Regions from separate parts of the Capra hircus genome. Here region 1 is linked to region 2. Evidence: chromatin contacts called from public Hi-C data. All regions are on one chromosome and are shown on one strand. Each heading gives the region's core, a stretch centred on a gene start, on an enhancer-like site or on the middle of the called end of the contact. The rest is flanking DNA. Distances are from core to core; before and after follow the strand shown. Region 1 overlaps GRK5 (G protein-coupled receptor kinase 5). Region 2 overlaps GRK5 (G protein-coupled receptor kinase 5).

The links. Hi-C and Micro-C count contacts between places; a contact is called where the count stands out from the background.
Region 1: a contact with region 2 is called in a Hi-C map of blood, with 2.0 times the contacts expected there. The contact joins two enhancer-like sites. A contact is called at or near these places in 2 of 5 Hi-C or Micro-C datasets (both in blood).

The regions. Positions count from the first base shown.
Region 1 is chr26:12,611,634-12,615,413 of ARS1.2, forward strand. All of the region lies in intron 1 of GRK5 (G protein-coupled receptor kinase 5), which reads right to left. Among named protein-coding and RNA genes, the nearest start is that of GRK5, 15 kb to the right of the region's middle. Within about 2 kb of position 2,343, at least 1 of the 5 cell types and tissues checked has an H3K27ac peak or open chromatin away from gene starts, as enhancers often do.
Region 2 is chr26:12,559,930-12,563,803 of ARS1.2, forward strand. The region is part of intron 1 of GRK5 (G protein-coupled receptor kinase 5); the gene reads right to left. Among named protein-coding and RNA genes, the nearest start is that of GRK5, 67 kb to the right of the region's middle. Within about 2 kb of position 2,367, at least 3 of the 5 cell types and tissues checked have an H3K27ac peak or open chromatin away from gene starts, as enhancers often do.

The DNA of each region.
Region 1 (3,780 bases), core at 1,093-3,592, 52 kb after region 2:
TAAGCTCACAGAGCCAGTGGGTCGGTGGCACATTCTCCCTTCACTTCAGCCTCTTCACTGTGTGCTAAGTCGCTTTGATTATGTCCAACTCATTGCAACCCCACAGACCGTAGCCATCCAGGCTCCTCTATCCATGGGATTCTCCAAACAAGAATACTGGAGTGGGTTGCCATGCCCTCCTCCAGGGGATCTTCCCAACCCAAGGATCAAACCCACGACTCTTTCGTCTCCTGCACTGGTGGCCAGTTTCTTTACCATTAGCGCTACTTGGGAAACCTTTTCACTAGAAGCCTTAATTGTGCTTTCAACAGAAATGGCACATCTTGATGTGATACACTTAACAGCAAGGGAAGATACCACATTACCTTGAAAAGCAAAAAAGTGGATGTCTCAATGCCACCTCTAGGAATTTATGAAACAGCTTTTCCCTGAGCTGTGCCAGGTACAAGCAACACGGCAGCCCCACATGCTAGAAGATTCTGACCCCTGGTTGAACATGCCAGTTACTGAATGTGACTCACAAGGAGAGCAGAGACCTGGGACTCTAGAGACTGACGTTCTGATGCCAGTTCTACAGCGGGCATCCCAGCTGTGTTTCAGCATCAGAAGGGCCCGCTCAGCAGGGCAGCCCACTGATTCTATTAACCAGTGCTGCCAAAGCAGAACCAGGACTCGGTGGGTCAGCACTGCACCAGGCATTTCTGGGCTTGAACAGCAGACTTACCATTACCAGTTGACCATTACCATTTGGTGAGGCCAGAGAGATACAAGGAGAGAAAAATCCCTTGTCCTTGCTCTCAAGGAGTTTGCTGTTCAGTGGGTGAAGCAAAAAGCCTACCTAATATATGTATTTTTAAAATCCAGCTTGACAGAGGGTATGAGTTCCCCAATACTAAAAGATGTGAGCAGAGGGGAGAAACCTACTGCGAGGGAAACAGCAGAGGGTCCTATCTAGGGAGCCAGATTGGAGCTGAGTCTCCAAGATCATCTCTGAAGAAAGTCAGAAAACTTTTACTTTTTAATTATTTTTTACTGAAGTATAATTGTTTACGTTGTTATGTTAGTCTCCGCTGTACAACGAAGTGCATCAGCCATGTGTATACATATATGGTGGCTCAGACGGTAACGCGTCTGTCTACAATGCGGGAGACCTGGGTTCGATCCCTGAGTCGGGAAGATTCCCTGGAGAAGGAAATGGCAACCCACTCCAGTACTCTTGCCTAGAAACTCCCATGGACAGGAGCCTGTGCAGGCTCCTGTCCATGGGATCACAAAGAGTTGGACACGACTGAGGGACTTCACTCACTCCCTCCTGGAAGTCCCTCCCATCCCACCCCTCTAGGTCATCAAAGGGCACTGAGCTGAGCTTCCTGCGCTTTATTGCTCTAAATTTTACACATGATACCGTATAGATGTCAATCCCAGTCTCCCAATTCACCCCACCCTCCCGTTCCCTGCCTATATCTGCACTTCAGTTCTCTGTGTCTGGTCTTTATTCCTGCCCTGGAACTAGGTTCACCTGTACCCTTTCTCCAGATTCCACATACGTGCATTAATATACGATATTTGTTTTCTCTTTCTGACTTACTTCACTTTGTATTACAGGCTCTAAGGCCCATCAGGGTGGTAGTCCTCACACCTGGCTGATCCTCGGGAGTTTCGAAAATACAGCTTCTCAGGTGCTTCCCATGAGCTTCTGATTCAGAATATCGTGGGCAGACCTTGATGTTATGGGTTACATTGTGTCTGCTCCCCCGTCCTTCCAAAAAAGATATGTGGAAGCCATAACCCTCAGAATGTGACCCTTTTGGAAACAGGGTCTTTATAGAGGTAATTAGGTTAAAATGAGATCACTAGGGTGGCCCTCGAGTAAGACTGATGTCAATAAAAATTAACTAAAAAATATATATAATCAGCGTGTTTTAAAAAAAAGTAAGGCTGGTGCCCTTATAGAAGGGAGAAGTTTGGACCCAGAGACAGACAAGTACAGAGTGAAAACCGCCTGAAGAGACACAGTCAGAGGCAGACCGTCATCTACAAGCTTAGGAACGCTGGAGGCTACCAGAAGCGAGGTCTGGAAAATATCTTTCCCCAGCACCTTCCGAGGGCACGTGGCCTGCCCACAACTTGATTTTGGCCTCCAGAACTGTGAGACAATAAACTTCTGTGGTTCTAAGCCGCCCATGTTGTGGTCCTTCGCAGCCCTGAGTGGCCCTGGGGAGTTCATGCCGCCTGGGAATCAGTATTAAGAGTCCAACTGCCGTGGAGGAGCATCCTCGGGTCCTACTCTGAAGGCTGCTTCCATGCTGGCCCTGCCCTGGGTGCCCACGGGGCTTCCTTTGGTCCTGAGGCCCTTCCTCTGGGGAAGGGAGGAGCGGGCTCTGGTGGCGGAGCTCCTTCCTGCAGACGACCGGGAGCCCACGGCCCTGTGAAGACATCATGCAATTAAGGGACAGCCTTTCTTCTTCCCCTGTGGCTTCCAGGCGCGGTGAGCCCCGAGGCAGATGAGCCAATATATCCGCAAATGCTTCCTGGAAGAAAATGCCACTCTCTCCTCCAACTGCTACAAAAATACTGAGGACCCAGGACCTTGGACTTTGCTCTGGAGCCAAGCTTATCTCAGGAGATACACTAGGGTGGGCAGGGCCAGGACTTGTTCTCTTCTGTACTGTTTTTATTTGCGCCCTGGAGTCTCAAGGTGGGACCCACAGAACCCTCACCCAGGTAAATCATATGCAAACCTGCAGTCAAAACAGTTACCCATGGCAGAACCTGCAGGAGTCCACAGAGGAGAAAGCCCTACCGGCTAAGTGACAGGAGGCAAAGGACAATATGTGGAGCCAACAGCAGCACCTTTGAAAGAATTAGGAAATGGTGCCCCCCTTCCCCAAAATACAGTTATAAATCTACTTCCTCTGAGCAACGAACTCTGAACCTCAAGTTCAGATGCCTCCCTAGAGTTACTCAACATACAACAAACATGGAAGTCCTTAAAGACGGGGAAAGATGCAGTGAGCTAGCACCAAGAGGAATGAGAAGAAGTGGGTCCTTGCTGTGTGACTTTGGAAAATCACATCACCTCTCTGAGCTTGCTTTTTCTCAACCTGAGATAACAATAATAATGGCTGCCAAATCTGGCTGGTGGGGATGAGCCAAGGAGAGAAATACATGAGAATTCCCTGGCAGACCAGTGGTTAGGACTCCTCAATTCCACTGCCAGGGGCCCGGGTTTGATTTCTGGTTGGAATACCAAGATCCCACAAGCCTCGCAATGAGGCCAAGAAAAAAAGAGCAAAAGAAATATGGGCCCTTATCTGAGCCTGTGTTCCCTGCTGATTCACACATGCAAAACCCAGGAGCAATTACGAAGTTGTTGCCAAGTCAGTCTTTGCCCGAACTTATTTCCCTAACTGAGGCTTTGAATGCCGTAGAAAACATGACTGAACACTCACACGGGGGCGTTAAACCCTAAAGGTTTCAAAAATGTCGCATCACATGTCCTCATGTTTCTTCCTCATTATAAACTGTGCTCTGTACCTCCCTAGGGTCACTTAACTCCATTTCAGAAATTATCAGTATTCTTCCCAAAGAGGGGGGTGAAGAATGGGGTGGCGGGAGACCCTATGAGACAGTGACCACCACGTGCTAGGCAACTAAGTGTCTAAGTATATAATGTTATCCAGTGAGGAGAATAGTCCCACACTGTTTACAATATATTGAAAAATTGGAAAACCTAAACTGTTGAAAATTTAGGGAAACCTAAATTGTTTGTTGTTCGGT
Region 2 (3,874 bases), core at 1,117-3,616:
TCCCCACTCCCCAGCCTGTGAGCCTCCTGACAGACCTGGTGGGCCCTGATGTGTGCCAAGCCCCCACCAACAAGGACTGGAATGGGCCACGCCCCTGGGCTCAAGGCTCATAAACTCCTGGCGGTGGGAGTAAATCCTGCAGGTAGTCAGGGTAGGAGGAGAACAGACCCAGCACCTGGGGTGGTGTGTGGGCAGCCAGAGAGATGTGCCCGTGTAGGATGTAGGAACTAGACATCTCCTGCCCCCCCATAGCTCTGAGCTAACCCTGGGACCAAGAAACGGAGGCATGGGCTCCATTCCTAAATGTGAGAACCGCCCAGCCCAGAGAGGCGGAACTGAAAGCCAAGGATTCGGACGCACTAGGAGCAGCAGCGCTCCAAGGAGGGCTTTGGAACCAGCCAAGGGCCAGTTTGGACCTGAGGCTCATCGTTCACGAGCTGTGTCTACCTGGAGAGCCACTTCGCCTCTCTGAACCGGACTCCTCTACGGTTGGCACAGCCAACCTCCCAGAGACCAGCTTGCCACTGGCACCTGATAACGCAGAGAACGACCTCCCTCCTGCCTGGACTTTACAGAGGTGTGAACAGCGGTGAAAGAGGCAGGGCAGATGGCCATGGATTTTGCCAGAGAAAGTCCAACACGTTTTAAAAGATACAATGTCACCTGAGCTAAGTCTGAGATAGGAATACAATTTCTACAAGAAGAAAAAGAGAAGGTATTCGAAGCCCAGAGGAAACGCATTTTTTTTTCCCCTGGGGCCTTCTAATGACATTTCTAAGTCCTGAAATGAAAGACTTGCAACGAAGAGAAAAAGTAAAAATGGTAATAATAATACACAACATTTTTAAAAGAAGTTAAAAAAAAAGATTTGCAGTGAATTATGACTAGATGGATGGATGTAGCTTTTTGTTCCTTCCTTCCCCTCCTTCCTGCTCTTCAATATAAATTTATTGAGCACTTATTATATGCTGCAGAAAGAACAGATTGGTGAGTAAGACAGACACGGATGTCTCTGGGAGCTGACATCTGACCTGTTGACATCTGACCCTCACAACCACCCAGAGTTGATTTGGTCAAGTTAAGAAGCTTGAATTACACACAGCAGAATCAGATCAAAGGAAACTCCATCAGCCTTCACCACCCCGCCCCTCAACTCCCCTCCTCCCTACCTTTCCCAGAAAACCACCACACCCAGACAAGGGAATGGGTGACCGTCTAAGTGGAGGGCTAAAATAATCAGAGACAACCGACTTTCTGGCTCCCCTGAAACTCCCCAGCTCCTCCTGTAAATAATCATTTAGACTGCAGTACAACCTTTTCCCTTTAAATTATAGCAAGTGGAAAAACAGAGTCCACAGAGGCCCTCAAACTCCTGGGAGAGCTGATTTTGCTCTTGTGGCTTAAGGAAAGGTGAGGGGGCCACAGAGGCCCCAGGCGGGAGTCCCCACCACACCGTCAGACCTGGCTGAAAAGCCAGTCACAGGCTGTGGCAAGCGCATTAAGGCAACACACCTAATATACAAACACACTCTTTTTCCCAAGAGGGTAGATTTTACTTCAAAAGGTTTAAAGCACGTGGGGAACTTGATTAATCAAAGAAATTTATTCACCCAGATTAACTCAGCCTGAAGACTTCAAAATCGCCCTGATGAAATATTAAGGATGGTTGAACTGGCTGAAGGGTACAGGAGCTTCATCATACCATCCTCTCTGTGTCTGAGTACACCTGAAATTTTTCAAAATGAAAAGTTTTAAAATGACAGCTGAAAGGACAACACGATATCTTAAGGCTATAGGATAAATAAAATAAGATATTCACAGTACGGTTAATAAATATAATAACCACTCCCCTCCCCCCAACATGGGAATTCCCTGGTGGCCCTGGGGTTAAGACTCATCATTTTCACTGTTATGGCCTCCGGTTCAGTCCCTGAATGGGGAAGTAAGATCCCACAAGCCATGCAGTAACAATAAAACAAAAAATACACACACAAAACAAAGACAACTGGATTTCTGGGGTGTTTTGCTCTATAAACTACTTCTACCTGCATAGCATCTAATTTCAACTGTAAAATAGGTATCATTAGTCCCATTTTGCAGACAGGACAGTCTTGCCCGAGGGCTTTCTGCCAAGAAGCTTAGGTAAAAACTTGAAGGCGGGAGGAGAAGGGGACAGCAGAGGATGAGGTGGTTGGATGGCATCACCGACTCAACGGACAGGAGTTTGAGTAAACTCTGGGAATTGGTGATGGACAGGGAGGCCTGGCGTGCTGCAGTCCATGGGGTTGCAAAGAGTCAGACACGACTGAGCAACTGAACTGAACTGAAGAACTTGAACTGGGTCCCAGGGCCTGTTACAACGATGGCCTTCATCCCTGGCTCTGGCCCAGCCCTAGCAGCTCCAGGCTCCTCTATTTCTGCCTCAGGGCATGTGGCCTTATCAGTCAGTTACTATTTTTTTAACGCTAAAATATTTTGCCCACCCCTACTCCCTTTCCCAGGCCACCTCATCCTATTCCTGCATCACAGGGCAGGATTTTAAGAACTGAGCCATGCCCCCACCCCAAGCCACAGGGGACTTTCTATTCAGTTGCCCACCAGGGCTTCAGTCCAGCATCCATCTTCCTGGCTGGACCTTGGGGTCAAACTCTTACTGGGCTAGTGGATGGTCCTCAGTATAAAGTACTTCCAGTGGCCAGGAGATGGTGAAGGGCAGGGAAGCCTGGTGTGCTACAGTCCACGGGATCGCAAAGATTCAGACACAACTGAGCGACTGAATAACAACGGTGGCGTAAGTCAAGTCATCCTCACAGAGCGCTTCCCAAGGCCAGCCTGAAACAATCCAGCGCTGACAATCCTTTCAGAAACCTTGTCTGGGCGAGAGACTGGCCACAGATTGATCTCTGCCCGGGGGGTGTGAAGCAGGGGCGGGGGGCGGTGCAGTGGGTGGGTGGGTGGAGAGGCTAGCTCAGGAAGCCCTTTTCTCCCCACCCACCTTCCTCTCACTGCATCTTCAGACCATCCAGGAAACATTTTAAGGGACCGTCTTAACCCCTTTCATTCAAGGCCCATTTGAGAAAACACTAGTGCATTACTGTCCCTGCTTCTGCTCACCCACCCTCCCCCTCGCCAGGCCTGTAATTTCTAGTCTCCCCGCCTACAGGTCACCTCCAAGCCTGAGGGGCCCTAAGTGCGTCAGCCACTGCTGACCCCATGATGTATGTATGCGTTTGATGACTTCACTCCTGACACCAGCCCATAGACATCTTCTATTTGTATACTCAGAACTTCTGTTATGTCTGAAACCTCATAACCTTTCCCGAAGAACACATCGTACCTGTTCTAAGCTCCGGGGAGTTTTGCAACGGCCTTCGGCCAAAAGCAACACAGCTCAGAGCCAGATCCCCACGCAGACGAGCAAAGCCTCCCCGCAGCACGGGGCTAGGAGCTCCGGGTGTCTGCCCTCCACACAGCCGTGCCCAGGCCCCATCCCAGACAGCAGGAGAAATGCTCCTTCTTCAGGGACAGCCCTGAGGGGGACATCCCTTTTCGAGGCCGCAGCTTTTGCCTGGCACACACAACTGGGGAGATCTAGCAGGCGCCTTCTAGAACCCAGCACACACGCTCAGGCCTGCCATGCCTTCTCTGTTATTCCCTTTGATCACTTACTCATGCTTCCTCAGCTCCAGATGACAACTCCCAATATTCACTCATTGACCAGCAGAGCAATCCAGAGCTACAACAACCAACACAGAAACCACCAGAGGCGGGTAGCTACTGAGCACCCAATATGCGGCCGCTCCAAACTCCGACCTTAAAATACATATTGGATTTTGAACACTCGGCATGAATCAAACCGGCCAGATATCTTACT